Regions from separate parts of the Mus musculus genome. Here all the other regions are linked to region 6. A link is a contact called in public promoter capture Hi-C data. All regions are on one chromosome and are shown on one strand. The core of a region is the stretch at or near the end of the contact, and the rest is flanking DNA. Distances in the headings are between cores, read along the strand shown.

The links. Promoter capture Hi-C pulls out the DNA fragments that hold promoters and counts their contacts.
Region 1: a promoter capture Hi-C map of pre-B cells shows a contact between it and region 6, with 4 times the contacts expected there. The contact joins the promoter of Naa20 here to the promoter of Snrpb2 in region 6. A contact is called at or near these places in 1 of 39 promoter capture datasets (pre-B cells), 1 of 484 Hi-C or Micro-C datasets (B cells) and 1 of 9 other capture datasets (adipose tissue).
Region 2: a promoter capture Hi-C map of pre-B cells shows a contact between it and region 6, with 6 times the contacts expected there. The contact joins the promoter of Tasp1 here to the promoter of Snrpb2 in region 6. A contact is called at or near these places in 6 of 39 promoter capture datasets (the 3T3-L1 cell line, cranial neural crest, hippocampal neurons and 2 more) and 1 of 115 datasets of contacts at active chromatin or transcription factors (astrocytes).
Region 3: a promoter capture Hi-C map of liver shows a contact between it and region 6, with 7 times the contacts expected there. The contact joins the promoter of Esf1 here to the promoter of Snrpb2 in region 6. A contact is called at or near these places in 12 of 39 promoter capture datasets (the 3T3-L1 cell line, the C10 cell line, the HPC-7 cell line and 7 more), 2 of 484 Hi-C or Micro-C datasets (CD8 T cells and liver), 5 of 115 datasets of contacts at active chromatin or transcription factors (astrocytes, embryonic forebrain, embryonic stem cells and 2 more) and 3 of 9 other capture datasets (adipose tissue, embryonic stem cells and liver).
Region 4: a contact with region 6 is called in a promoter capture Hi-C map of hippocampal neurons, with 5 times the contacts expected there. The contact joins the enhancer-like site here to the promoter of Snrpb2 in region 6. A contact is called at or near these places in 4 of 39 promoter capture datasets (the 3T3-L1 cell line, frontonasal cranial neural crest, hippocampal neurons and 1 more).
Region 5: a contact with region 6 is called in a promoter capture Hi-C map of pre-B cells, with 5 times the contacts expected there. The contact joins the promoter of Crnkl1 here to the promoter of Snrpb2 in region 6. A contact is called at or near these places in 3 of 39 promoter capture datasets (liver and pre-B cells), 2 of 484 Hi-C or Micro-C datasets (CD4 T cells and pre-B cells) and 1 of 9 other capture datasets (adipose tissue).
Region 7: a contact with region 6 is called in a promoter capture Hi-C map of hematopoietic stem and progenitor cells, with 5 times the contacts expected there. The contact joins the promoter of Macrod2 here to the promoter of Snrpb2 in region 6. A contact is called at or near these places in 11 of 39 promoter capture datasets (the 3T3-L1 cell line, 3T3-L1-derived adipocytes, cranial neural crest and 6 more) and 1 of 9 other capture datasets (liver).

Annotation. Positions count from the first base shown.
Region 1 is chr2:145,901,093-145,905,105 of GRCm38.p6, forward strand. Naa20 (N(alpha)-acetyltransferase 20, NatB catalytic subunit) reads left to right here and starts at 2,149. Exons shown (of 6, transcript NM_001141965.1): 1 at 2,149-2,270. The coding sequence starts at 2,218.
Region 2 is chr2:140,064,687-140,068,467 of GRCm38.p6, forward strand. Tasp1 (taspase, threonine aspartase 1) reads right to left here and starts at 2,119. Exons shown (of 14, transcript NM_001159640.2): 1 at 2,068-2,119.
Region 3 is chr2:140,169,100-140,172,856 of GRCm38.p6, forward strand. It overlaps Esf1 (ESF1 nucleolar pre-rRNA processing protein homolog), which reads right to left and starts at 1,459. Exons shown (of 14, transcript NM_001081090.1): 1 at 1,378-1,459. Ndufaf5 (NADH:ubiquinone oxidoreductase complex assembly factor 5) reads left to right here and starts at 1,547. Exons shown (of 11, transcript NM_027093.4): 1 at 1,547-1,834; 2 at 2,928-2,968. The coding sequence starts at 1,613.
Region 4 is chr2:140,838,535-140,842,346 of GRCm38.p6, forward strand. All of the region lies in intron 4 of Macrod2 (mono-ADP ribosylhydrolase 2), which reads left to right. Among named protein-coding and RNA genes, the nearest start is that of Flrt3, 170 kb to the left of the region's middle. Within about 2 kb of position 1,582, at least 25 of the 459 cell types and tissues checked have an H3K27ac peak or open chromatin away from gene starts, as enhancers often do. A contact at or near this core is called in hippocampal neurons, where this site is marked.
Region 5 is chr2:145,933,432-145,936,907 of GRCm38.p6, forward strand. It overlaps Crnkl1 (crooked neck pre-mRNA splicing factor 1), which reads right to left and starts at 1,269. Exons shown (of 14, transcript NM_025820.3): 1 at 1,123-1,269. The coding sequence starts at 1,173. Cfap61 (cilia and flagella associated protein 61) reads left to right here and starts at 1,353. Exons shown (of 27, transcript NM_001369121.1): 1 at 1,353-1,409.
Region 6 is chr2:143,060,401-143,064,331 of GRCm38.p6, forward strand. Snrpb2 (U2 small nuclear ribonucleoprotein B) reads left to right here and starts at 2,669. Exons shown (of 7, transcript NM_021335.3): 1 at 2,669-2,698.
Region 7 is chr2:140,393,668-140,397,144 of GRCm38.p6, forward strand. Macrod2 (mono-ADP ribosylhydrolase 2) reads left to right here and starts at 1,763. Exons shown (of 19, transcript NM_001013802.3): 1 at 1,763-2,054. The coding sequence starts at 2,009.

The DNA of each region.
Region 1 (4,013 bases), core at 899-3,398, 2.8 Mb after region 6:
AATATTTTGACATGGCCAATTAAAACAAAAAGCAATACTGGATACCCCAAGTAGTAAACTCTTCTGAGTTTCATTTTTATTATCTTCCACTTCTTTGTACAAATCTGTGAGATGCAGAAAATGGATATTGATGAAAGATTCTTGACCCATAAGAATACGAGTGTCCCATGTGCTGTCCAGTGGAGAAGTAAGAGGACACTGCCCTGTGGATGCTGACCAGCGGTCCTGAGCACCTTGGCCATTTATTTACTCTGTTTTTTATTGATGTTTGACACAGGGTCTTGCTATGTAGCACAGGCTGGTCTGGAAGACAAGATTCTCCTTCATCTTTCTAAGTCCTGGGATCATGTTTGAATATGCTGTGTGTATTTTACTTATAGTTTTCTTTGTATAATGATACACTTATTCATGAAAAAAAGCAAATTTACTTACATTCACTGGCTTAAAACATTTTTATTCTTGAGAATTTCATACACACATACAATGAAATATGAGCATATATACACCCATCAAATTCATATTCCCCCACATGTCCCCCCCTCTCAATTTTGTCTTTGTTTTAACCACATGCATTTAAAATTTTCCTTGAGTAGACTACCATATCTCTCTTACTGGTTAGTTCAGACTCTTTCTGACTTTGTCCATTTTTTCCATTTGTATAAGCATCATAACCTCAACTTCCCTCAAAAATATATTTTACTGTTCATTTCATGGCATATTTTGCCAAAGTAAGTGAATAGAGGGTAGAAGCTGAACTCATGGTGTCAAACTCCACCTTTCTACCATAGTAGCAGTTATATATATACTTTCGGGCCTGTCATACCCATGTTTACAATTATTCATTGTATAATTTACTTCATCAGGCTTAGAGACAAAGCTTGGCGAGGAGCCACTGGGACTACCTGCTCTTTCAACCATTTGCTTTCTTCTCCACCACACCTGGCCCTCAGGTTTGGCCAAGGAATTCCCAAGACACCTGCGGAGCAACTGAGTCCCAAAGGAGTTGGGGATGTGAGTCTGCTGTAATGTAGGCATCTCGCTGAGTTGGATTGGTTTGAGCTCAGCAGCATGTTCTCCAGGACCACCCCAACTGCTGGTAAGGAGAAGAGGGGAAGGCAGCTTCACAGCCCGACAGTACATAGTCTCCTCAGTCACTGGGTCTATGCCGTGGAGACGCTGGGCTGGTGCTTAAAATGTAGCAGGCCAGATGAAAGAATGTAATTCCTAATGGTTAACTTTCAACTTAGACATGAGATAATGTTTCATTTGGTTATTTGGAAACATGTTTGGATTACTTTGATAGCTCTATCATCTTGTATGCATGTATTTGAGACGGTCACACTATGTGTCCTTGACTGGCCTGGAACTCACTATATAGACCAGGGTTTTCGAGGCTCACTAACAGCCTCTTGTCTCTGTCTCCTTACTACTGGGATTACAGGTGTAAGGCACTATTCCTGGCTTGATCTGCTCTTTAATCACACATTTATTAAAATCAGCATCGAAAACAAATAGTTCTGATCATTTTTCTCTCGGATTAAAATAAACTGCAAATATATGGACCAGATTTCAAAGTCTTATTGCCAAAATAAGATAAGATATTCACATTTTTTATACAGATAATCTTTCTTTCTTTCTTTCTTTCTTTCTTTCTTTCTTTCTTTCTCTTTCTCTCTCTCTCTCTCTCTCTCTCTTTCTTTCTTTCTTTCTTTCTTTCTGTTCTTCCTTCCTTCCTTTCTTTTTCTTCCTCTCTCTCTCTTTCTCTCCCTCCCTCTCTCCCTCCTTTCCTTCCTTCTTTCCTTCCTTTCTTCTAAATAATTTTAATGTGCTAGAAAATTTAAGGTCACATCCCTGGTTCATGACAGTGGTTGAGAGAAGAGGCCCTGAGCCATCCTTTTAGGGATCACTTCCTAACTCACCCTGTGAAGCATCTTTGTAGTTTTGAAGCTTGCTTTTACGATTTGGCTCTCTGACTCCAGCTTCTTTCTCCTTGTTACTACTCTGCCTACTTTTTGGAAAGGGTCTGCGGGGCGCGGATCATTAAGGCAATTGCTGATTTCAGCCGCCAGAGAGAGCTACGACGCTACTCTTGTTGCCCAGCAACCTCTGGTCCGGAAGTAGTTCTTTGTCCCACCCCATGGCGGCCGCGGGCGCGAGTACTTCCGGTAGTGCGGGCGCGGGGTCGCGCCGAGCGGGTTGGAGGCTGGCGGCGGCGCAATGACCACGCTCCGGGCCTTCACCTGCGACGACCTGTTCCGCTTCAACAACATGTGAGTGAGGCACGGCCGGCCTCTGTCTTCGCGGCGCGGGACGGGGTCAGCCTCGCGGGGCCGTGGGCCGGGTGGACGCTGCGCGGGCGCGCTGACCGGTGACCTTGGCCGAGGCGCGGCGCTCCCGGTGCGCCCGGGATGATGCGGAGCCGGGCTGGACACCCCGCGCCCGCTCCCTGAGGCGGCCTCACTGCGGAGGGAGGGCGGGGAAGGAGCGCGGTCCTGGTTAAATTGTATCCCAGTGAAGTAACCTTGCGATGCTCCGGGCCCTCTCAGCAAGTTGTGGTTTGTGCTTGGTAGTTACAGTAGCGGAGCGCCCAAAGTAGACTGCCTTGGGTTTTTTTCTTTTTCTCTTAAAAAAAAAAAAAAAAAAAAAAAAAAGACAGGGTTCATTTCGTATCCCTGGGCTCCAGGAACTCTCTGTAGACGAGGCTGGCCTAAACCTCACAGATATGTCTTCCTGTCTTACTAGTGCTGGGATTAAAGGCATGCCCCACCACACCCAGCTAGACTACATTTTTTTTTTTTTGGTTGGGGATCCAATGTACTGAAGACTCCCCGGTGCTGTGTGGTTTCTTTTCAGTCCAAAATTTAAAAACCCGTGATTTGCCGTTCTCCCCTTCTCGCTTTTTAAAAAGAAAAAAAAATTTAGTTTGGAATCCAAATTATGACCATTTAAAAAGCTCAGCATTTCACCGCGAACTCCTGTAGACACATGACCTCGGTTATTTGCTTGATATAACGTAGTAAGAAGTATGGACCGGAAGGTTTAGGTAACAGAAGGGAAGAAACTCTGGGATGATGGACATTTCAAAGAGGGGATGAACCTTGATGAAGGAAATTTGGCAAGGAGGAAACTCTGGAGAAGGCTGCAGGAAAATGGAGTGTGAAGCAGGGTAGGCCTTTGCTTCAGGTGAAGCCAGGTTTAATTATCGTGTTTAATTGGTTCAGATCCGATCTTGTGAGATTTCGGTTAGGTCCCGCTTGTGTTGAATCCTCTGTGCATTTTAGTACTTGTGGCAGGCGCTCATGTAATAATAGGCCCTTAAATCTTCACAAATTCTGTCATGTGCTGATGTCCTCAGTTTCTGGGTGAGGGAAGGGATTGCACACACAGAACCCTGACGTGGAGTAGGTGGAGACTGGCCCTGGTGGTTGTTAAAAAATTGGTCCCATGGAGCTGGAGATGGTTCAGTTGTTAAAAGTACTGGGTGCTCTTCCAGAGGACAGGGGTTCACTCCACATGGAGGCTCACACTTGATTGTAATACTAGTTCCAAGAAGCTGCTGGCCTTTCCTGGCTTGAGTAAGCACCAGGTATGCATGTAACACACAGACATATAAAACCCATACCCATTCAATAAATGAAAAAGGTTGATCCTGGCACTCAGGCTGAGGTTGGAGGATCACAAGTCTGAGATCCTTTGGTATCCACAGGAGATTGATTCTATGATACACCAAGATTCAGTGATGTGCAACCCCCTTATTGCAATGGAGTGGTATGCAAATAGCCCAAGCACTTCCATGTACTGTAAATCAATAGAATACTTATATAGTACAACGTACATATTTTATAAGTGCTTCCAATACGGTTGTATTAGGGAATAATTGGGGGGGGTGTCCTTTAAAGGTACAGGCACATAGTGTCTAAAAATTCTTCAGTCTGAATTCTGATCTACTGAGTACAAGGTGTTGATTAGAGGCAATAGAGTAGGCAGGCAAGCCACTGAGGCAATAGACTGGA
Region 2 (3,781 bases), core at 869-3,368, 3.0 Mb before region 6:
TTAGTGATTAAGAGCACTAACTGGCTGCTCTTGATTCCCAGCGCCCACATGGCAGATCACAACCTTCTTAAGTCCTATCCCAGGAGACCTGATGCCATCTTCTGGCCTCTGTTGATAACAGGCAAGAATGTGGTACACAGACATATATGCAGGCAAAACATGCATCCACATAAAATAAAATTTAAAATATCTAGTCAAACAACTTAAATATTTCTCCAAAACTATGTAATGTTTTATAAATACAAAGATAGATGCTTAAGATTATTCATCATAAAAATCAAAACAATAGTGAGACACTATTTCCCTAGTACCACTATAAGACGCATATAATCAAAACAGGTGTCTGGAGATGAAGACCTTTCTTATCTGCAGGATTCAATGTGCTGTGATCATTCTGGAAAGTGTCTGTTGAGTTCTCCAAACATAACCACCCAGAAGTTCCACTTCTATATACATAACCAAAAAAACAAAAAGATCAAATATAAAACTAAAATCAAATATCCACACAAAAAGTTACAAATATGATGTGTACAGAATTATTCCAAAATAACCCGAAGGACCAAACAATCCAACTGCATATCCATAAAAAGGAACGGGGGAGGTACATCCATCAGTGGTAGGATGCTCACCCAGCATGTGTGCGGGTCCATCCCCAGAATCAATGGGGGGGGGGGTAACATAAACACAAAGGAATGAGGCATTATTACATAGCTATGGACAAATCTTGAAAACATTATGCTCACTGAAAGAAGCTAGACACAAAAGGACACCTGTTACATACTTCTATTTACTTAAACCGTACAAAACAGAAAGATACATACTAAACCATGGATCAGAAGTTGGGGGAAACTGGAGAAGGGTAAGTAACTGTACTGGGCACAAGATATCTGGGGAAGGTGATAAAAATTGGTCTGGAACTAGACAGCAACGACATACATACAACTTTTGAATCCTTAAAATGAGAGAGGGGGAGAGAGAAGCTTACAATTTAAGAGGATTTTGGTACTGTGTTGATTACACCTCAATAAGAAAAAAAATAAAATAACCAGGGTTGGAAAGACAGCTCGGCAATAAAGAGCACTTGCTTCTAGCGGACCTGAGTAAGTTCCTAGCACCACTCGCTGGCTTACATCCATCCTTGATTCCCCCAGATGCCCTCTACTGGCCTGCACGGATATGCCCATGCTCGCGGTGCAGACATTATGATGCAAGCAGTCACACACATAAACTAAAATAACCCTCTCCCCTCCCCCAAAAAAAGGCAAAACCAATCTATCCGTGCAATGAATGCAACATATACAAAACTGCAATTTCTAGTTTTAACCATATTATACACATACACTTGTCGGTGACATCTACAACACCTAAGAAATTATAAAGCACAAAATCCTTAGTGGCGGCAACTATGTTAATCTCTTGTTCTGCAATTCCCAAGCATTTTCTAATAACCACGGCCACTGCTTCTAATAACCAAACGCCTGAGTGCGTAAGATAAACTCCCTTAGCTTGTTATTCAAAGAAAGGTCTTGGTTCAATGGCCCCCAATAAACCTTCCCTTCCTCTCCTCGGTATAATTAAGTTGAACTCGGAGGAATCCCTATGCCTTCTACTTCAAAACACCTCCAGTTTACAGCTACTCGCCCGCCTCTCCAGCATCTTCACTGACTCAGTCCTAGCCACCTCTACACTGACTGGATGCTACATGTCCCTCGGGACGCTAACCCGGGCTCTAACAGACTCAGGGAAGCTCTGACCCCACCGCGACATCTGTCTGTGACACATCCCGGGCCCGCTGTGGACCTGGGACACGTGAGTTCCCTGTAGCCTGGGACTGCACAGCGCGCGAAGAGCTCCGAGAACTCCGCAGCCAAGGGAACTGGCGGCCCCCACGCGTGACCACAACTCCGGGCCGGGGAATCCGTGGGGCCCTGCGCCGGGCCGGACAGGTGGCGCCGTGAGAGCCGTCCCGAGCGGTGGCGTGAGGACGCCACGCGGGCCTGCCGGACCATACGGAGACCGAGGCTAGGCAGCGGCGACGCGGACAGCGTCAGAACGAGGGACACTCACCCGCGTCAGCGCAGAGCACTCACACACAGGAAGTAGTCGTTCGCCCGTTGCCAGGGTGAGGAAGCGGGAGTGGCGTAAAGCCTTTCCATTGGTCGACGTGCACACGTGGCCGGAAGCAGACGCCCCGCGAGCCTGAGTCCTAATCGCCTAGGCTATAGCGTCTCTCTCTTTAAGCGTTTGAGCTGAGACACTCCGCGGTTATTTCTGGCTTCTGATATCTGAGGGTTTTTTAAAATATGTATTTATTGGCCTATTGGGGGTTTGTTTGTTGTCATAGCTATACAATCGCCGTTGCCCACCTTGCTTTCATTGTGCTCGGTAATTAGCTTTGAGGATGTGTCTACCTGTTACCCACGAAGTTGACTGACGAGCGGGTTGCACGTTATGAAAATAGTAGCCATCATTGATGAGGGCGTTGCAGAAGAACCCTTCCCTCATCCATGTAGCCTTGACCCCTATGGAAAAGCAGGATTCAACCTAGGTTTTGTTTAAGTGGGAGTCAGAAAAGGTAGTTAGTCTTTAACTGTCCAAGATCAAAGACCAAGAGCCAGTAGCAATCCTTGTAACTAGTATCAAGAATGGTTTGACAGCCTGTTTGTGGGGAGCAGAGATTAGAAGGAATAGAACACTGCAGGTTAGGTATCAGTCGTCTGAGATACTTGAGAAGTATTTGGGAATTTTCTTTTCTTCAAATTTTGAAATACTTGCTTATACATAATAAAACGTCCTGGGTGATAGGTTATTTCTCCAACGGTGAAATGAGCCAATTCAAACCAATTAAGATTATATTAAAGGCAGAATATTGGGAAGTTGCTTTCAGGGGAGTTCACTGGCCCCAAGGATTGAGGCCAGGGGAGCATTGGAGGTGAGAGAAGAGAAGGAAAACAAGGGAGACCAAAATATCTTGATTATAGAGGGAAGAGCCTCTGGGGGAAGGGCAGCTCGGCCGCTGGACTGGAAAGTTCAGGGTTGGGGCAGGGTTCGCCAAGAAGGGACTGAGGGATGCTGAGTGAAACTGAAGTTCAGGTGTGCTTTGGTATGTAAAATATGCGCCTCAGTCCCTTGTCCCTGGTCCCAAACCAAAGCAGTGGATGAGACTCCAGTTGCAAAAATACTCAGCTGTATTTCATGCAGACCTTATACACAGAGACTAAAGGTAATTTTGTAACGCATTTTTAAATAGTTTTGTGCACAGTGTGGGAGCAGCTGAGGTTTTGGATTTTTAGATGAGATGTTTCAGCATGTATTTTCACATGTATCCTATGTGAGGTCTCAGACCAGCAGTTTAGAATTACCTAAACTCTTACTTAAAAATGCAAATTCTTAGAATCCACCTAAATGAATGTTTGTTGTTTTGTTTTGTTTTGTTTTTTCCGAGACAGTGTTTCTCTGTATAGCCCTAGTGGTCCTGGAACTCACTTTGTAGACCAGGCTGGCCTCAAACTCATATCCGCTTATCTCTCTGCCTCCCTAAAGGCTGGTCTTTTAACAAGCCCTTTGGGTAAATGTAACGCACCTAAAGCATTACTGGATTGTGGAATTTCTTGGTTTAATCTTAGCGGTGGAGCAGGAAGGGTGATAAGCCCGACGCCCCAGAAGAGGAGAGCAACCAATAACGGGGCTTTTAGATGATCAAGAACGAAGTGCAAGAAGGCAGTTTGAGGATGAGGAGTTTAGTGATTTTTATCCTGTCATCCCTAGATTAAAATATGTG
Region 3 (3,757 bases), core at 209-2,708, 2.9 Mb before region 6:
CTCCCTAATCATCCAACTTAGCTTACTTGAGGAGCTTCAGGTTCCAATGAGAGGTTCTGCTTAAAAAAAAAAAAAAAAGTGGAGAGCAATTGAGGAAGACACTAGCCATCACCTCTGGCTCCATATACAAGCACCCTTCCAAACATATGAGCACACACGTGCATGGGTATGTGGGCTGATGTAATCATCTACAGATGCAACAGACACAGGAAGACAAAAACAAAAGATTCTGAAATCTCAGCTGGTCTAATTGGGTTTTCATAGTCTTGTTTCATTCTCTTTGTTAATGTTTACTTCATAATTGCATAAGCTTTTGGTTTTACAAAGCTGTCTCTTAACTAATGAGGGGCATTTAAAAAAAAATCAAATCAGATTTACCTTAGTGTTATTTCTATAAATCCTAGTTTCTATCAAGACCCAAATTAGTCTCAAACTACAGTTAACAATTGTCACGTTCTTCTTAATAAATTTTTCCATGTGTATGGGTGTTAAGTATTCATGTGTGTCTGCATATCACTTCTGTGCCTCCTGCCCATGGACGCCTGAAGAGGTCTTCTGAGCCCCTGGAACTGGTTTTACTGACTGGACAATAGTCAGCCATCAAGTGGATGCTGGAAATTTAACCTAGGTCCACTGAAGACCAGCAGCCAGTGCACTTAACCACTGAGCAATCTATCCAGTCCCAAATGTCGCTTTTTTATAACATTTTATTCTCAAAGTGACTAAGGCCTAGATAGGCTATAAACACACAAAAACGCTCACAGAAGTTTGTATGCCTAATGTTCCTTTGTAAAGCGTCCCTGGTGGTTGGATTTCTCCAGATTTCAACTTTGCAAAAAAGTCAGAAGTTTCTGTATGAATAAAAGCTGACTGACCAAACAAGACAGTATTTACGCCCCTCACTCCTGCGACAGACTGTACGCCATCACAACAGGCTAGCCTAGCCTTGAACTGCAATCACTTCTGTCTCTCGGCCTCAATACTGGAATTACAGTGTTGCTTTACTTCAGAACCCTTTACATTCTAATAGAGAGAGAGAGAGAGAGAGAGATACTACAACACCTGGAACAGCTGTACGACACAGCTACCACCTCAACCAACTGCAGTGCGTGTGAATGTTGGAAATGGAAGCCCACGGCGAACATGGGATGTTCAGAGGAGCGAAAGCAACTGGACAGCACTTGAAACGCTTCCCGGTCTCCCTCAAGTCCACCCACCCTCTGGCCTGGGAGCTCCAGGTCAGCTCGTCCCGAACCATCTTCCCACCTCACAAACTTTCGGGGCAAGTTACTCGGCTGCGTTCTCTGTCTCTCTCGAGAAGCAGCTCTGAAGAGAACAATGAGGCCAGAAAGGGACCGGACTATAGGGGCTACTCACAAATCCCAAGGAGAGCCCGACGGGCGACCGCACAGTTTCCCACCACTCTTCTCAGATCCCAGTCTGAGTTCACATGGAGCGCACTCCCACAATCCTCCGCGAGACGCTCCGTCTTAACGGCACGCGAGCTGGGCCAAACTACTTCAACCTTCCGCCTTGGAACTGCGCTAGTCGTAGTCCCGTTGGCGCATGCGCCTAATAGAAACCATGCCCTGCTGTGGCGCCCGGGCTGAAGATGCTGCGAAAGGTCGTTCTTTTGCGCCTCTGCCCACTGCTTGGCCGGCCAGCGGTCTCTGCATCGAGCGGCAGTCGCAGGGAGGTCGCTTCTGGTGTCCCTCCTTCGGGCAGCACCTCGCCCAGAGCCCTAAACATCTTCGACAGGGAATTGAAGAGGAAGCAGAAGAATTGGGCCGCCCGGCAGCCCGACCCCATGAAATTTGACTACCTGAAGGAGGAGGTGAGACTGTGGGGCTGCGACGGAGGGAGGCGTGGAGCCGGGTAGGGCGGACCCACCCACCCGACTGTGTGACCTTGAGAAGCTTCACTCTCTAGAGCCTTTCTGATTTTCCGGGAAGCACGAGAGGCTCCGATAGCATGCGGGGCAATCATTCATTCGCTTTGCAAACACTGCTTGAGTTCCAGGGAAAAGCAAGATCATTTAGGAGTGAGTAGGAGACACATAGACAGGGAATGTAATTGCAGCAAAAGGAAGGTGAAGAAAAAGTGAGATAGCGGTATTGGTGACTGCGGTGGTCAAGAATGGCTGTTATGGCGAAAAGTGAGAGATTAGTTGAGCCGAGATGAGAGATGGGACGAGTCTCCTAGGAAAAGGAAAAGTGCAAAACTCCTAAGGCCAAAAGGACGTGTAGAGGCCTTCAATAAGTCCTTCCATTCTGTTCAAGAAAAGCTTGTAAGAGACTGAGTACAAGGTGTGGATAGTTGACTGCATCCCGGATGACGCCAGTCCGGGGAAGGGTGGTACTTACCATACGATTTCTTTTATGTTGTGTTTAGGAGATGGTCGTCTATACTTTTCCAGACTTGGTGTTTACTAATTTGCAAGCATTGGCTGTCTTAATTTATTATGTAATATATACCAGCCTGACCTCGAATTCATAGAAATCCACCTGCCTCAGCCTCCCGATGTTGATGTTGGGTTTGAGTTTCCGAGACAAGGGTCTTTTTAATATATCCTGGTTTGGAACTCATAGTCACCGTGTATTCCAGACTGGCCTCAGACTTGTGGTAATCCTGCTTACTCCTGAATCGAAGGACTATAGACATAAACTGCCACACCAAGGAGATCGTTAATTTTGATTTCATTAAATTTGCTTCTAAAGTAATTTGCTTCCGTTTGTTTTCAGGGTATTTTATTATTTCCATAATAAAAAAATAAAGTATTTGTAAAGGAAGTTGCTGTGGGACAATAGCAAATGGGATAGAAGGAAACACTTCTGTTTTGAAACATATGTTGAATCTTAGGAAAAAAAGTTACTTTTCTGTTAAGCCTGCTTGGTGTATTTAACCCATTGACTCTTGAAATTTTCCAGGTTGGAAGTCGGATTGCAGACCGTGTTTATGACATAGCCAGGTAGGAGATGCTATTTCAGTGAGATGCAGTCTCTCCTTCTCCCTGCTCCTTTCTCCCATGCTCCCCTCTCCCAGTCTGTCTCTCTGTCTTTTTCCCAAAACAGACAACTTGCTCTAACTCCTAAGCTATACCTTGAACTAGGCTTGGACAGCCCACCTTTCTTAGGTTCTTAAGTATCTGAGACTATAGACCTGCTTCTCCAGTCCTGGTTAAGAACAAAATCTGATGTTGAATGAAGACTGGAAATTAAGTGATGTGAGTTTGCTACGTGGAGTAGTTGAGTATGAGAAATGTATTGGCAGGATTAGAGATTTAACTCACTGTAAACATCTTTCTTTTTAGATTTTTGAGATAGGGTCTCACTATGTAGCCCAGGAGGCACTCCTCCTGCCTCTGCCTCTAAATGTTGAGATTATAAGCATACACAGCCACTCCTGCTTATTCTTTTTCTTGTCCGGGAAAGCAAATGCTGTTTTCTTTTCTTTTTTTTTTTATTAGGTATTTAAATGCTGTTTTCTTCATTGGTAACTTTTATTTTTCTTTTTTTAAATTATGAATGTAAAACTTGTAGCTTTCTTCAAGCCTGAATGACTGATCTACTTCATGTAGCCCAAATTTAGATAGATTGCTCAAAATATGGAATTAAAAATTTAACTACATGTGAAATTTTAAGATTTATTAAACTTAAGTTTAGGTTTTATTGAAATGAACAATAGAATCTTCTGCAGTTTGAGTGAAGGAAAAAAAAGTCTATCTAGATTTGTTTTCCAGTTAGTATAGGTGAGACCT
Region 4 (3,812 bases), core at 332-2,831, 2.2 Mb before region 6:
CCTGAAATAGAACCTAAAAAAACCTGTTTTCTGGTTATGTATTTTTCTAACCATAAATTCTATGGAGAAACCCTGAAGGTGGAGAGTTTGCTTCTGATACCCAAATATGACAAGAAATACCAGATAAGTAAGAGAAAGCCAGGAAAGGTTGACGAACACGTGGCTGGCAGTGAGCAGCTATGTGTGACCAGGTCCAGAGAAGTCCAGAGATGCAGAGTGAGGAACCCGTCTTTTATTTGTATGAAGATAATTCAAGCTACATACATGGTTGCTCAAAAATTCTTTGGATCATTTTGGTGATGCAGAACAGGAGAATTTCAGAGTTTAATGATTAGTGGACTAGGTTTTCTTTGAGCAGGTGGCATTTGGTTATCCAGGAATTGTGTTGTGATGGTGACAGAGATGAGGACTGACAGGACTGAAGAGGACTGTTCAAAACAAATTTGATAAAATGAGTATGCATATTCTTTTTAGAAAATGACTACCCATTGTCTGAAAAAAATATTTATGGTCTTTAAAATTTTTGTACTCTAAATGTGGCTTTCATCATAGATAATCTGAAATATTTCTCTGGTTCAGTATATAAATTCATCATTAGACTCAAGAACACACAGTGCAAGCATATCTGTGAAGGCCCATCTTCTATACCATTAGCTAGACTGAACAGGAAATATTTTTCTTTTTCATAAATAGAATATATGTATAGAAAAATTACATGTAATGAGATCTTTGAGAGTAATTTTAAGAAATTTCTAGCAAGTAAGTAGTTTTTTGCTCTTCAGTTTACATGACTGCCATCTGAAGGGAGAGAGCTTGAGTTTCCAAGAGTAGGGGAGTTCCCACCATCAGGGAATGAGAAGACTCATGTGGGGGTGTTATTGGGGACATAAAAGTGGGAGATGAGAAGAATCTGAGCATCTATGTAGGAAGCATGGGACCACATTACACTGCACAGTGAAAGAAATCCTGGTTAGGGAAGAAAGTGCAGAGGGTGGGGGAGGGGTAAAGTCATTAAAGAAAACTCTGAATTGCTCATTTGGAAACGGAGATGTATGGATTAGGCTTTGCTGCTTAGAAGCAAGAACGCAGCTCAGCTCAGCTCAGAATCCATGTTTCTTGCTGTCACTGAGGTCTGCTCCTTACCTTTTTACAAGCACATCCACATTCTACTCCAGAGAAAAATCTTGTCTGAAATCAAGTTTGTCCTCTCCTGTCTTAGTTTATATAGTTGTTAGAGGCAAAGATCAAAGCTGGAAAAGGGCAACTTTGAAGGGGAAACGCCTTTCCTAATTCGTGTTTAAGATTCATTTTTTTTTTTTTTTTCTATTCTGGTTTCCTAGCAAAACTATGCCTGCAACTGGAGGCCTAAGTTGTGCCATCTGCATACATAACATCACACACAAATGAAAGCAGATGATGGAATTTCACCTAAGGTCTGAATGTGCCCAGGAAGCCTTCACTGGCTTCAAATGCCTGCTTTTATCTTATACATCGAGAAGCCCATTCAAGCCTTCAGGGCTTTGCCAACTTGGCAAGAGAGAGGGTTGGCAGACTTCCCACACTGGATTTCTTTTAGTTGAAGGTTTTGAAGTGGGTCTGAGGCTGGTGAGTGAGGCTGTGATGAAGGCTGTGTGGAGTCCTTGTGAGGTCTCCTATTTGTTGACTGCGAGCTTTTCATCACTGGGCATGAATGAGAAGCCTCACTCCTTTGCGAGGGTATTCCCCCTTCTCTGTTCATTTTAAGCTCTCTTAGAGAATTTCCAGTTACATATGAAGCTGGGAGTTCTCTCAGCAAATGCCTGTTTTGACAGCGAACCTTAAAGACACATGGCAAAAGTTTAAACAGGTCCTAATTGGTGGAGTTTAAACACTGTATATAGTAATTAAACAGTTACATTAATAATAAAAAACCCTACAGCACTCTTATATTTTTCATCTTTAATCTCTCTCAAAATTTCCTTAACCTTAAATTCATGAATGAAGTGAAGGAAATATAATTGCTAACTTGTCCAAATACTTGATACTCTGATACTCTGTTGAAAAAAAGAATTAAGTTGATGTCTTAATTGGAGGTGGGGCTTGTTTTAGCAGGGAGCCGCTTTTCTTTTGCATGTATAGTGCACATGTGAAAGTTTACTGATGTGTATGTTTGCATGTGTGTGGGGTATGCATGCACCTTTGGTTGTGCATGCATGTGTGCAGGTTCACATACATGTGTGTACACATGTATGTGAACAGTAAAAGTTTGATGTCTTCCTTGTCTGTGATATGTGCATTTCTGTTGTATAAGGTCCCTTGCTGAAAATGTTGCTCAATTTGGCTAGTCTTGCTAGCCAACTGGCTTGTGGCATCTCTCTGTCTGCCTGCCTCTAGAGCTTAGATTGCAGGCAGGCTTTTATGTGAGTGCTGGTGAGCCTCACTTTGTTCTCAGAAAGTATTTTACTGACATGTGCCCAGCCTCCACATACCTCCTTCAACATGAAATTCCCAGGAAGAGTAAAATTATAGATAAATCATTGTTGCCAAAATAAAAAAGGCGAGACTACTTTAAAAACACATCAAAGACTAGAGTTTTTTTATTTTTTTGGATTCAGTAATACCTAAATTGTTTCTCTGTAAGTATTATTAAAATAAAGCATCATAATGGAATGTTTATATATTGTGGAGCTTAAGTTATCTCTCTCCTTTAATGTTCCTTTATGATCAGTATATATGTTCTACTCCCCATGCAAGTTGCTTTGAAATTTCTTCTCTTCCCCCCTTTTGTTTTTCCAAATTTTGAATTGTTAGGGTGTGTGTCTATATTACATGTGGTGGAATTATTAGTTCATATGGGTGTGTGTGCATGTACATGCGTGCGTGGGAGCCAGAGACTAGCTTTGTGTGTCTTTCCTCCATTGCTTTCAACCTTTATTTATTTATTTGGACATGGTTTTTCATTGGTTTTCACTGATTCTCTATGACCAGCTGGCTAATGAGCTCCATGGACCTGGCTGTCTGTGCTGGACACAGGTCTCTGTGCCTGGGCGTATGGAGGTCTAAGCTCAGGAACGCATTCTGGTACATTTACCCACTTAGCCTCTGCCTTACCATTTCCCAAGTCTTCTCTGACTGTTCCACACATTTGTAGAGTGTACTTTTGTCCTTTTGCCTCCATTACCCTTTTTACTCCTCATTCAAAAGAAACCTTCCTTCCTTCCTTCCCCCCAACCCCCTTCTGTTTTCACGTCTTTCATTTATCTTGTTGTTTTAGAAATACTCTGAGTTTACTTAGGGTTGTTGACATAAGTGTAGGTTGAGTGTTATTTCCTAGAACAGGGCACTTTAACAGTGAGTACATCAGTGTACAGTCACCCTCTCCCAGTAACCATTAGCGGTCAATAGTTTCTCAGGGACAAGTAGGCCTCAAAATTACCCGCAACTATGGCGGAATATTGACAGGCCCCATTTTGTGCAGGTCTTCTGCAGGTAGCCACAGCTACTTGAGTTCATGAGTACAATAGTTATGTCCTGTCCAGGAGACAGCATTTTGTAGCACTTCTCCCCTTCCTCTGTCCATTAGGTTCTTTATGCACCTCTTCTGTACTATTCCCTGAGCTCTGAAGGAGTGATATAGAGGCTCCTTTGAGGGCTGAGTGCTCAACAGACACTGATGCTCAGCACTCAAGGTGACCTGAGAGGTCTTCATTAAGTCCTGAGAAATGTACCTAGAATGGGTAGAAAACCCCAGTGTGTCTATGTTGGCAGACCATGCCACTGCCTAGACACAAAATCTGACCGGGGTGATATATGTTCAAAAGTACAAGCCGTGT
Region 5 (3,476 bases), core at 19-2,518, 2.9 Mb after region 6:
GCACCTGAAGCTATAGTTCCAACACAGGAGCTTAAAAGTCAAATGTGTTCAAGTGCAGATGGACCCTAAGTTCTAATTGGCCTTTTTACTGCTGTGATCGAACATCACCAACAAAAGCAACCTGCAGAGGAAAGAGCTGACTGATTGGCTTACACAACTGGACCACAGTCTTCATGAATGGAAGACACGGCAGGAAGCTGGAGGCATACCAGCTGTGCTCAGTCTGCTCTCACAGACTACACCAGAGCCCCTGCCCAGGTGTGGCACTGCCCAAGTAGGCGGGGGGGGGGGGGGCGTCCACATCAATTGGTAATCAAGAAAATGCCTCACACACTTGCCAGCAAGCAAGCTTAGGGACGAATTTTCTTAGTCCAGATGCCTCCTCCTAGATAACTTTATCTTGTGTCAAGCTGTCAAAAACTTAGTCAGCATGCATTCCCTGGCTTTTATGACTCAGGATAGGGGTTTGGGAGCGGGGGTAGGGGGGAAGCTACCACATCAGACTTTTACAATAATTACATGTGGAAATAAGAACTTGTCTCAAGACAAAATGGCCAAATCAGACTTCCAGAGAATGACTGTATGTGATGGCTAAGTGCAAGATTTGACACTTATTAAGTATTGATGAAGTATCAACCACAGTTGGAAATATAACAATTTACTATCTAACCTAAATTTTATGCCATTGCCCAGAGCCTATCCTCTGCCATTCTCTTCACTGCCTAACTTTGATGCAGCCTAAGTGTTAACTTCCTTCACAAAGTTTACCCTCAAGTTTACAGGCACCCTTCTGGCTCTTGCCCATGGCATATCTACACTACTTGGATACATCTATCTGGGTTGCCATTTCGCTCTCTCTCCAGTTTTAGTGGAGCACTCTTGCCCGGAGTAAAAGTAGGGGATCCCCAGAGACTAGCAAAGCAAACAGTTTACCGAACCGAACCGATGCTTTGCAACCCTGGAAGGAAGGCTGGGCAGACGCGAGACGAGCTCGGAGTGACAAGACCCTGCGCCACCTCACCGACCACCTGTCTTCTTGGACCGCGGCACAGAGATCGCTGTCTCGAATCTCTGGTGCCCGACACCGCAGATGCTGTTCGGGGGCTCCTCCCGGTCGCCTACCTTGGCCACTTTAGGAATGCGCTGTTTCCCGGCCGCCGTGGAGGCTGCCATGACTGCAGCCGTGGAACTCGAGCGATCCTGGCCGACAACCGGACTTGAGAAAAGCACTTCGAACCGGCCGGCACAACAGAGTCAGCCACAACAAACTAGATACCGGAACCGGAACCGGAACTTGCGAAGACGACCTTTGACCGCCTCACCAGTCAGGGGAAACGCCGCGTCGTTTCCTTAGCAACTGTGTGCGCGTCCTCTGTGGAGACTTGCGGCTTGCTGGAGCTGCGGGTGAGGTGGGTAGGGCGGGCTGCGCCGCAGGGATATAGGGCTCTGGCGGCGAGGGCTCATCCAGGTCTATCTCCGGGATGCGTGCAGCTGTAGGCCGTGGCACCTTTGAGGGGCGTAGAAATCCATTTCAGGTGTAGAAACTCCGGGGAGAAGGGAAAAGCACCGAGGAAACCCTGCAAGCAGCCTGGGCAGCGGTGCATTCTGGGATTTGTAGTCTTTCGAGTTCCCGCCCCCTCGCCTTAGGCTTCCCCGCGATTGGACCAAGTTAATAATCTTGAAATGTGGATTTTTTTAAAAAAAAAATCAGAAGAGGTATTTTTGAAACAAGATGTTAGAGAAAGGTGGAAATTAGTCAGTAGCAAAGCACCTACAGAAACTGATCAAATTTTTAGTCTGTAAATTTTTTTTTTTTTTTTTTTTTTTTTATTTTCCGAGACAGGGTTTCTCTGTATAGCCCTGGCTGTCCTGGAACTCACTCTGTAGACCAGGCTGGCCTCGAACTCAGAAATCCGCCTGCCTCTGCCTCCCAAGTGCTGGGATTAAAGGCGTGCGCCACCACGCCCGGCATGTAAATTTGTATTATCTCAATTCTCTTATCCTTAATATCCTTAGCTATAAAAGGATAAAAGTATCTATTTCCTTAAGATTAAAGAAAAAAATCTGTCTCTGTAAAATACTCGCTAGATGTTAGTACGTATAATATCTGAAGTACATTAAAAACAGTGATTTAGCATATAGTTAAGATAATTTTTTAAAATAAAAATTTTGGAATTGACAGCAAAATTGGGAAGGTGAGCTTTTCCTACTCTTTCCCCACCCTCAAAGGACTTTCTACGATCCATCCCCACCCCGTGTCAGTTACAAGAAACTGTTAGAGTTTACTTTTGTAACAGTCTTGAGATTTAGGACAACGGCAAGATTTTTTGTTTTGTTTTGGAGACAGGGTTTCTCGGTGTAGTCCTGATTCCCTGGTTGTCCGGGAACTCACTCTGTAGACCAGGCTGGCCTGGAACTGTCAACATCCTCAGGGTACCTCCTGTTCATCCTCCCCCTCGAGCCTTTGTCCATCAATACTCCTTTTTATCAAGCATTTTGTTTGTTTGTTTTTTAATTCCTTCTTTGAAAGTTTTGCGTCTTAATCATAGCCATTCCTCCAGCTTTCCCCAGATCTACCCCACTCCCTATTCACCCAACTGTGTGTCTTTTTGTTTTTTAACCTTTGAAGACTAATTCGTATTGCCCAGATATTCTTGGATATGTGGTCTACTGGAGCTTGGTCAACTTACCAGAATGTTATACTCTTAGAGAAAACTCATGCTTTCCAGCAGCTAAAAAATGACCAATTTCTCCACTGCCAGGTGTGGTATTGTGTGCCCATCTCTCCATAAGGGGATTTGGTCTGGCTTGAGTTTGCACAGGTTTTGTGCTGCGCTGCTGTGTCCAGATGTTTTCTGTAGTCGTCCACTGCCTCTTGAGCGCACACACTGCCTCCTCTCTGATAGTGAGAGCCTTGGGGGCTGAGAGAGTGCGGACACTGGACTGAGGTAGCAGGGATCGATTGATCTATTTTTTTTTAATGTCTCTGTAGTTCTTTGTAGATGGTTGGAGTCATATACCTCTTCAGATTACTGTCTCTCATTTAGTAACGTGCATTTACGCTCGTCATTTATTAGTGACTTAATTAAATCCTTATGAGTTTTTTGTTACAGGTGGTGATGACGATGATTTGTTTGTTTGTTTGTTTGTTTGTTTGTTTTGGTGTTGTTTGTTTTCTGGTACAAGGTCTTACTGTGTAGCCCTGGCTGGCCTGGAACTCCCAGAGATCTACCAGCTTTTTGCCTCCCAAGTACCGGGATTAAAGGCTGGTACCACCACATCTGGCAATAGATAATTGTTTTAAGGAATTTCCATACTTGCCCAACTCCTAGTATTTGGGGAAAAAAATAAGTATGCCATGATATCACTCCTACTCTCTCTAAACTTTCTTTTGCAATTTTTCCAAACTACAAATGAGTATAGCCAAAATCAAAGCATTTGCCACAGCTCTAAACCATGTCATCCAAATATTCAAA
Region 6 (3,931 bases), core at 1,419-3,918:
TGAGTCTAAACCAAGCAGAACTCCAGGGAAACATACATTCTCTTCTATTAGTTTTAAAATGTGAGTTTTTGACATCTAATTCCTAGTTTGACCAGCAAGAGGTCAGAGTTTATAGAAGATTTGTTTATAATGCATCCATTTTTTTTTACACTACATGCATATGTGATCAGAGTTTGGGTGCTATTGTCCCCCTAACACTTTAAATATAGAATCAGGTGATTACAAGATTTCTCAAAAAACAAAAAACAAAAAAACAAAAAACAGAATCTTTTATTTGCTTGTTATAATTGTTGTCTCTGAGGCTTATTGCCTCAATCTTGCTTCTATCTATCTATCTATCTATCTATCTATCTATCTATCTATCTATCTATCTATCTATCTATCTACCTACCCATCTATCTATCTACTTATCTACCTCTCCTGAATTGCTCTGCTTGATCTCAAATTAACTCTAGCAATCTGTCCTAATATTCAGGGTCTTTCTCATTTAACTTTACCTGTGTCTAGCTTATTCTCTCTTCAATAAGTCTCTTAAATCTCTCCTGGTAAAACTGACTCTTCCTCCTCTTTCTCCTCTTTCTCCTCTTCTGCCTCTTCCTCCTCCTCCTCCTCCTCCTCCTCCTCCTCCTCCTCCTCCTCCTCCTCCTCCTCCTCCTTCTTCTTCTCTCTCTCTCTCTCTCTCTCTCTCTCTCTCTCTCTCTCTCTCTCTCTCTCTCTCCCTCTCTCTCTCTCTCCCTCTTTCTGCACTGCCCTCTTAAATAGCTTCTCTTTCCTCTCTTATGAAAGTTGGCCACATCCTATTCTGTCAAATCTTCTCCTGATTCATAACTTTGTCTGCCACTCAATCAGACATCACACCATTTTCAAACGGGTGACTCCTTCTACCAACTAACATTACCTTCACTGTTTGGGATTAAAGGTGTGTACTCAGGGCAAGTCTGTATTCCAGCCAGAGATATTAAAGGTGTGTGCTAAAACCGAGTCACACCAAAGCAGAAATAGCTTCTCTCAATAAACAACACAATCCCCGGGTTCACGGTGTGATCAAATATCCTGCAACAACCTGGAAAGCCTCTTCCCCTTCATTCCTTACCAAATCCTATTTCAAGTCTTAGTTTCCCAGTCATTCAAGAAACCGATGAAGACCCATTCAAGAAAGCTTGCAGTGGGAGAGCCGGGTGTGGTGGTGGTACATGTCTTTAATCCCAGCATTTGGGAGGCAGAGGCAGGTGGATTTCTGAGTTCGAGGCCAGCCTGGTCTACAAAGTGAGTTCCAGGACAGCCAGGACTATACAGACAAGAAGAAAAAAAAAAAGCTTGCAGGGATTACTCATGGATATAAAAATGTGTTCATTCTTTATAAGTGAACCTGGAAAAGAGCATAGAAGCCACTGACACTGAGTTGTCATCGGACAATTTCTTCTTTGCTGTGCAAAAGGTATAGTAGCTGAGACTCAAGCTTTGATAGAATAGGTATGGCATTTCTTTAAATCTCTTTATTTTTTTCCCAAGTGGAGTGTCCTTGCATGTTTATCAATTTGCTTTTTGAAAATAGCTACGAACTCTCTCTCGGCCAGATGAATGTATATAACACAGGCAGGTTATAGCTTATTCCAATGCTCTCATTACCACCAAGCACAGTTAATCAACTGCTCAGACCTTCTGTTGCTTAGAAAGTGTTTCGTATTTACTTGATGCCCTTTTGCTAAGAACATACTCGATATTGTTTTTATAAAAGCCAAACTGGTTTCCATATCTATGTAATTAAAGAACACTTTTTCTGTGGTTGTTTAACATTATTTCCTACATTTACAGGATTTTCACTGGATATCACACTTGTTTTATTATGACCTAATTTTCACGGAACTTCATTCAATCGTCTGAATCATATTTATCGAGTATAAGCCATTCTCCTAATCACTTCAGTGAAAAAAGCATATAAAATTACTACTCTCAAAACACTATTTCCATCCTGCAACTTCATGTGACTTTCAAAAATTAGAAACCTCAGGCTGGTAAAATCAACCAATTTGGTCCTTACCCCAATTTTTAGCCTAGAAAAATCCAAGCATTTTGTGAGGAAAGGAGAGGGTGGGGGAGTGGGCGGGAGTTAACTGTGTCTAAGTGAGTTTAGGCTCTTTAGTTTGCTCGCTCCTGAAGCCTGGTGAGAGTACCATCAACGACTAAAATTCTCTTTGTTCAGGGGTCGAAGACTGGGCTGCATCTAAGACGTAATCTATAGAGTGCTGGCTGGTGTGTTCTTTCAGACTCCTGGAGATTGACAACTAGAGATTGACAATGGTGTTAAGTCAAGTTGACCAGGACCCATAGAAAGGCTTGACTAACTTGTGGCTGGAGACAGGCTCCTGTAAAATTGTATCACATCCTATAGTTGGGAAGCTTCAAAGTCGCAGTAAGGGAAACGACCCCCTACCCTTCCCTCCTCTGCCTCCACAGCTTGGCCCCCGGGTCCTAATTTGATCCCTTCCAGTTCTCCCCCTTTCCACAAACTTCCTAGCCCACAGGAATGCGCGTGCGCAGAAAGATTCCGCCTTGGCCGGCCGGGGCGAGGAGGGCTCGATTGAATCGGTGCTCGACTCTTCGACTTCTCTGAGTTCGATTGAGGAGTTTGGCCGCCCTCTTCCGGCGCGGGGAAGCTCTTCCGGTATTAGTTTCAAGCGGACCGCGCCGGCTTCAGGTGAGTCTCTCGGGTTCTTTTTCGCTGTGGCTGGTCTCAGGGTTTGGCGGGATCCGCCCCGTCCGCGGTAACTGAGCCGGCGAGGGCGAAGGTGTCGTCGGTTGCGTGGTCCTCGGTCCGCGGACGTATAGGAGGAAGGGACGGCGACCCCAGGGCTGGCGGAATGAGGCCCGGCGTCACAGCCTGTTCTCTGCAGGATGGTTGGGTTTTTAATGTCAGAGGACCCTGGTGTTGGGTGGATTGGCCGGTGTGTAAAGAGGCTCAAGCGGACACATAGGAATTAGCCCAGGGGGAGAGAATGGCCCGTGACTTGCTTGGAGGAGCAGGGTGTGCAGTTCACTGTGCACTCTCGGCCTCTTCTCCCCGGCAGCCTTTGGGTTTCTGGTGCCCTTGCACTATTTCAGCCCAAAGGAGCTAATGCCAGAGCCTGTGCTCTTGTCCCTCTCTTGAGTCCCAGCCCTTCTCCAGGTTCCCATGTAGAGAGGCAAGCCTGTGAGAAACGTTACCTATTATCCGTTGCCTACATAGTACAGGCCCTTCCTATAAGTTGTTCAGAGCAGCTTGTTGTGTGACGTTAAGACACTTGTGTCCTTTAACGAGTGATAGCTATCGATAATAAATAGTAACTGTAGATGCTAACTGGTGCAGACTGATACATATCTGTCTCATAATTTTATAGGCTCCATTTTATAGGTGCTGTTAGTAGCCATAATTTGTAGCTGGGGACTTGAGACATTAAGGAACTTGCCCCCCATCGAAGTAGGTTGTAAAATCGTAAACAGAACTTAAATCCGTATCTTATTGATACAAGAATCTGAGCTCTGAACTGTCAACCTTGACCACTCTTGAGACTCACATAGTGGGAAAGAGACAGAAGTGAAAGCCCCTGAGAGGTCGTTCTCTGACCTCAACATACACGATGGCACAGGTAAACAAACACACACACACACACTAATCGTTTAAATCAATACATTCATGAGTGCATCTATGAACTGTCTTAATTTGTATTGTTCTATTACAATGACTTTTTAAAACTAGGTGCGTGTTTACTGATCTTTCACAAAATGTTCAAATCATTTTACTGAAAAACCATTTTCTGGTGAATATGATCAAAACACATGACATTCTCAAAGAATTAATAAATATACTTTCGAAAGTTATGTCATTATGTAGATGAAAGGACAGTATCATTTAAGTGGGGATAAAAGAAGTATATAACCTTGAATAATATGT
Region 7 (3,477 bases), core at 513-3,012, 2.7 Mb before region 6:
CTGAATGAAATATGATCTTTAGATGCTGATCTGGCTCATAATGACATCATGAAATACCCAAGGCAGGCTACTTAGGAAATAAAGGTACCCCCATTTTGCCATATGGTCCTGGAGGCTCAAGTCCAAGACTAGGTGGCCCCATTAGTATGAGTCTCTGGTGATGGTGCCACATCATGGATGGAATGTTACATGTCAAGCTAGAAAGCAGAGAAGCACAAACAAGACTCTCATAATTCTCTTTGGAAACAGGCCTCAGTGACATCCCTAGGACCTACTTCTTAAAGGTCTCACCACCTTGGAATTGTGGCACATTCAGGAAGAAAGCTTTGGATGCTTGGTCCTTTGAGGGACATCCTCCATGTGTCAAACCACACCTCTTGGTTAATGTTAACACTGCCTTGACCATCCATGAGAACTTCGTCATCTTTCCTCCCAAAGTCTACCCCATTGCCATTTTATCTGGATTCTACATGAGTCAAAGCCCTTCTTATTTCATTATCAGTGTGATTTCAAAGGCTTCCTTCTTGAAGCTTTTTTCTCCCAACAAAAATAATGTTTTATGTATTTGATAGCATTTAAAGAAAAATCCCAAAGAAAAATGTCAAAATAAATATTACTGTTTTATGATGTTGTGAATTCATTTTTAAGTCTCATTACTCAAACATTCTTCCATTCTTTACAATTCTCAGCTTGGTCTCTCTTTTCCCTTTTCTTTGTCATTGTCATTGTCATTATTATTATTATTATTATTATTATTTTAATGCGTTTTACTTCTCTTTGGTGGAAGGCAGTTTAAGGTTGAGGCACGAGAATCCCTAAATTGTGGCAAGCCTGAGCTACAAAAGACCCACTCTAAAAAACAAACAAACGAACAAACCGTGTTCCCTAAAGTTATTTGCCAATGCATATAACTATATTGATCCTAAATTGATGAATAGATGTGAGTTTCCCAAATCCACTAAGCCAGCTTCGTGGAGAGATAAGTTTGGGGTGCAAAGAAGAGGGTGCAAAAGTTCTATGTTCTAGGTCACTGCTCTTGAGGTAGATTCTCTGGCAATTGGATTTCCTGAATCATGAGAGAACTACCTAGGATGGAGCTAGATCTTTGGATGAGAAGTTGTTTTGAAGTCAATCAGGAATAAAAGACAACCAGGCACTAGTTGGATTTACTTTGATGTGGGACTTGGTTCTCATACATTTTGGTCACCAGATCTTAAAACTCTCGAGTTGGCCCTGTGTACTGTGAAGCTTTTGAAACTTCACAGAATTCTAACTAAATCTCTAACCCACGATTGAGCAGCGGGTTGCACACGGTCTGGATCTTTTCTTTTGGTTCTATTTGTCCACCGAGAGGAAAGCGTCAGGTAAAACCTGTTCAGACGAGGCGGTTACAACTTCTAGGACGGGTGACCTCTTCTTCATTCTACAGTCCCCTAGACTCTCATCATTGTCAGCGGGGTCTGGGTCATCAGGCACACCTGCTGGCAGGCCACGCCCTCAGGCCCTGCTCCTCCCGCTCCCCGCAGGCGGTGGCTGCACGCCCCGCCTCCGTCGTGAAGCAGCCTCCCCGCTCCTCGAGCTCTGGCCCCGCCCCTTCCAGCTCCCCAACGTCCTCGGCGTCGAGCCCAAGCCTGCGCCTGCGCCTGCGCCCTGAGGCTGAAGTAGGGGCGCGCCTTGGCTAGAGCCGGGAGAGCGGCGGGCGGAGCAGCCAATGGGCGGCGGCGCTGCCTGGCTGCCGGGAGGCGGGGCCTGCGCGGGTGTTAGGTTAGCGCGAGGCGTGACCTAGTTGACAGGCTCTGAGGTGCTGCTGTGGCGGCGGCCGCCTGGCAGAGCGGGCGGGTCGAGGGAGGAGGGCGGCGACGGGCCAGCGGCTAGCGGCGCGGGACGCAGAGCCTTTGCACTTTTCCCTCCCGAGTGTCCCCTCCATCCACCCCCCACACTCCACACACCCTGTTTGCCCGTGAGCCTGGGGAACTTGCAGCTTAAAGCCAGCCACCCCCACGGCAGCATGTACCCCAGCAACAAGAAGAAAAAGGTGTGGAGAGAGGAGAAAGGTAACCGGCCCCGCGACCCCGGGGACGGGCGGCGGGTGGGTGGGGGCGGGGGCCCGGCGGGGCGGCGCGACGCCCTCCGCCCGCAGCCTCCTCGCGCCCTCTCTCTCTCGGCCGGTGCCGCTCCTGCCCGCGGCCGCGTCCACGCGCGCGCACGCCACCGGCCACGCGCCGCCCGGGCACCTGCGGCTCGCGCACTTGTGGGCGCACACCCCTCCGGGCGCCGGGTCACCTCCTACCCCGCGTGCTCGCCTCCCGGCAGGCGCGCGCCCCCGGGCTAGGGTACAAGTTGGTCAGGACCCCAGCTGGCACTTTGTACCTCCCGCCGGGTGTCCCGCGGACCGGTGCCGGCCGGCCGGTGTCGCTCTGGCTGCAGTTGCTGAGCCTGGGGAGCATCTGCACCCGCACCTGCCTTCCTCCGGTCCCAGCCTCTGTCCTCCTGACATCCCAAAGTGGCTGGGGTCCCCGCTATGCTCAGCTGCAGTGTGACTTTTGAAATTTGGAACCCAAAAGGAGCATCTTGTCGGAGAGAATAAGTGCCCTCGGAGAAGTCTGAATGGGCTTTCCTCGGCAATGTGGTTCTCTGTTGCATCCTCATTCATAGTGTGAAGTCGCACGGAGTAAGACAGCGAGCACTCTGTGAATGAACCCTTCCATCCCTGAGTTTTGTGCACATCGAGGCTTATCCAAATCCGTTAGATTGACAGCGGCACGGATTCCTTTAAGAAATAGAACTGTGCGATAAGTTCTTTTTCTCCTCCTGTCTGTCTCATCTCAGTTTCATAGGTCATATTGTGATGTAATGCTTGATTCTCTGGCATATTTTTCTTCATCTTTTTCTTTCTTCTCTTTTAACCTGTTTTCTTACCTCAACCTCCGACCCCAATTTCAGAAAAACTATTTGCATTGCTACTACCAACTTGCACCAAATTTGCATATAAAAGATGGAGCAAGGGTGTACCATTTCCTCAGGACTGTCTTCTTACGGAACGGGGCTAAAGGGGGTAACTCAGTTGAAAGTTGATTTTCTTGCTGATAGCTTGTTAAACATTTTTGTTGCAAGTCTCTGTCCTTTGTGAACCTTTTGACCAAACAATGGACTTAAAAGTGAGAATTAGAAACAATTCTCTAAGTAGTGCCTGCTTTATGAAAAAAAAGTATCGAGGAGGGAGTATTCAAATCAACTGCAGGGAAGTATGAATATGGTCGAGTAGCGCAGTTAAAGTATCCTTTAAATATTGAAAGATTCGCTTTAGTGTCATTGTTTCAATGAGTGTGAGTGCTGAGAGAACTAAAAGTCAAAGTGTCACAGAACAAATACTCTTTAGCTTGAGAGCTTGACTGCAGGGCTGGGACATAGCTCACAGGTAGAGCACATGCTGACCTCAGTGAGCCCCTACACCTGGTGCTGGGGAAAACTAAACAA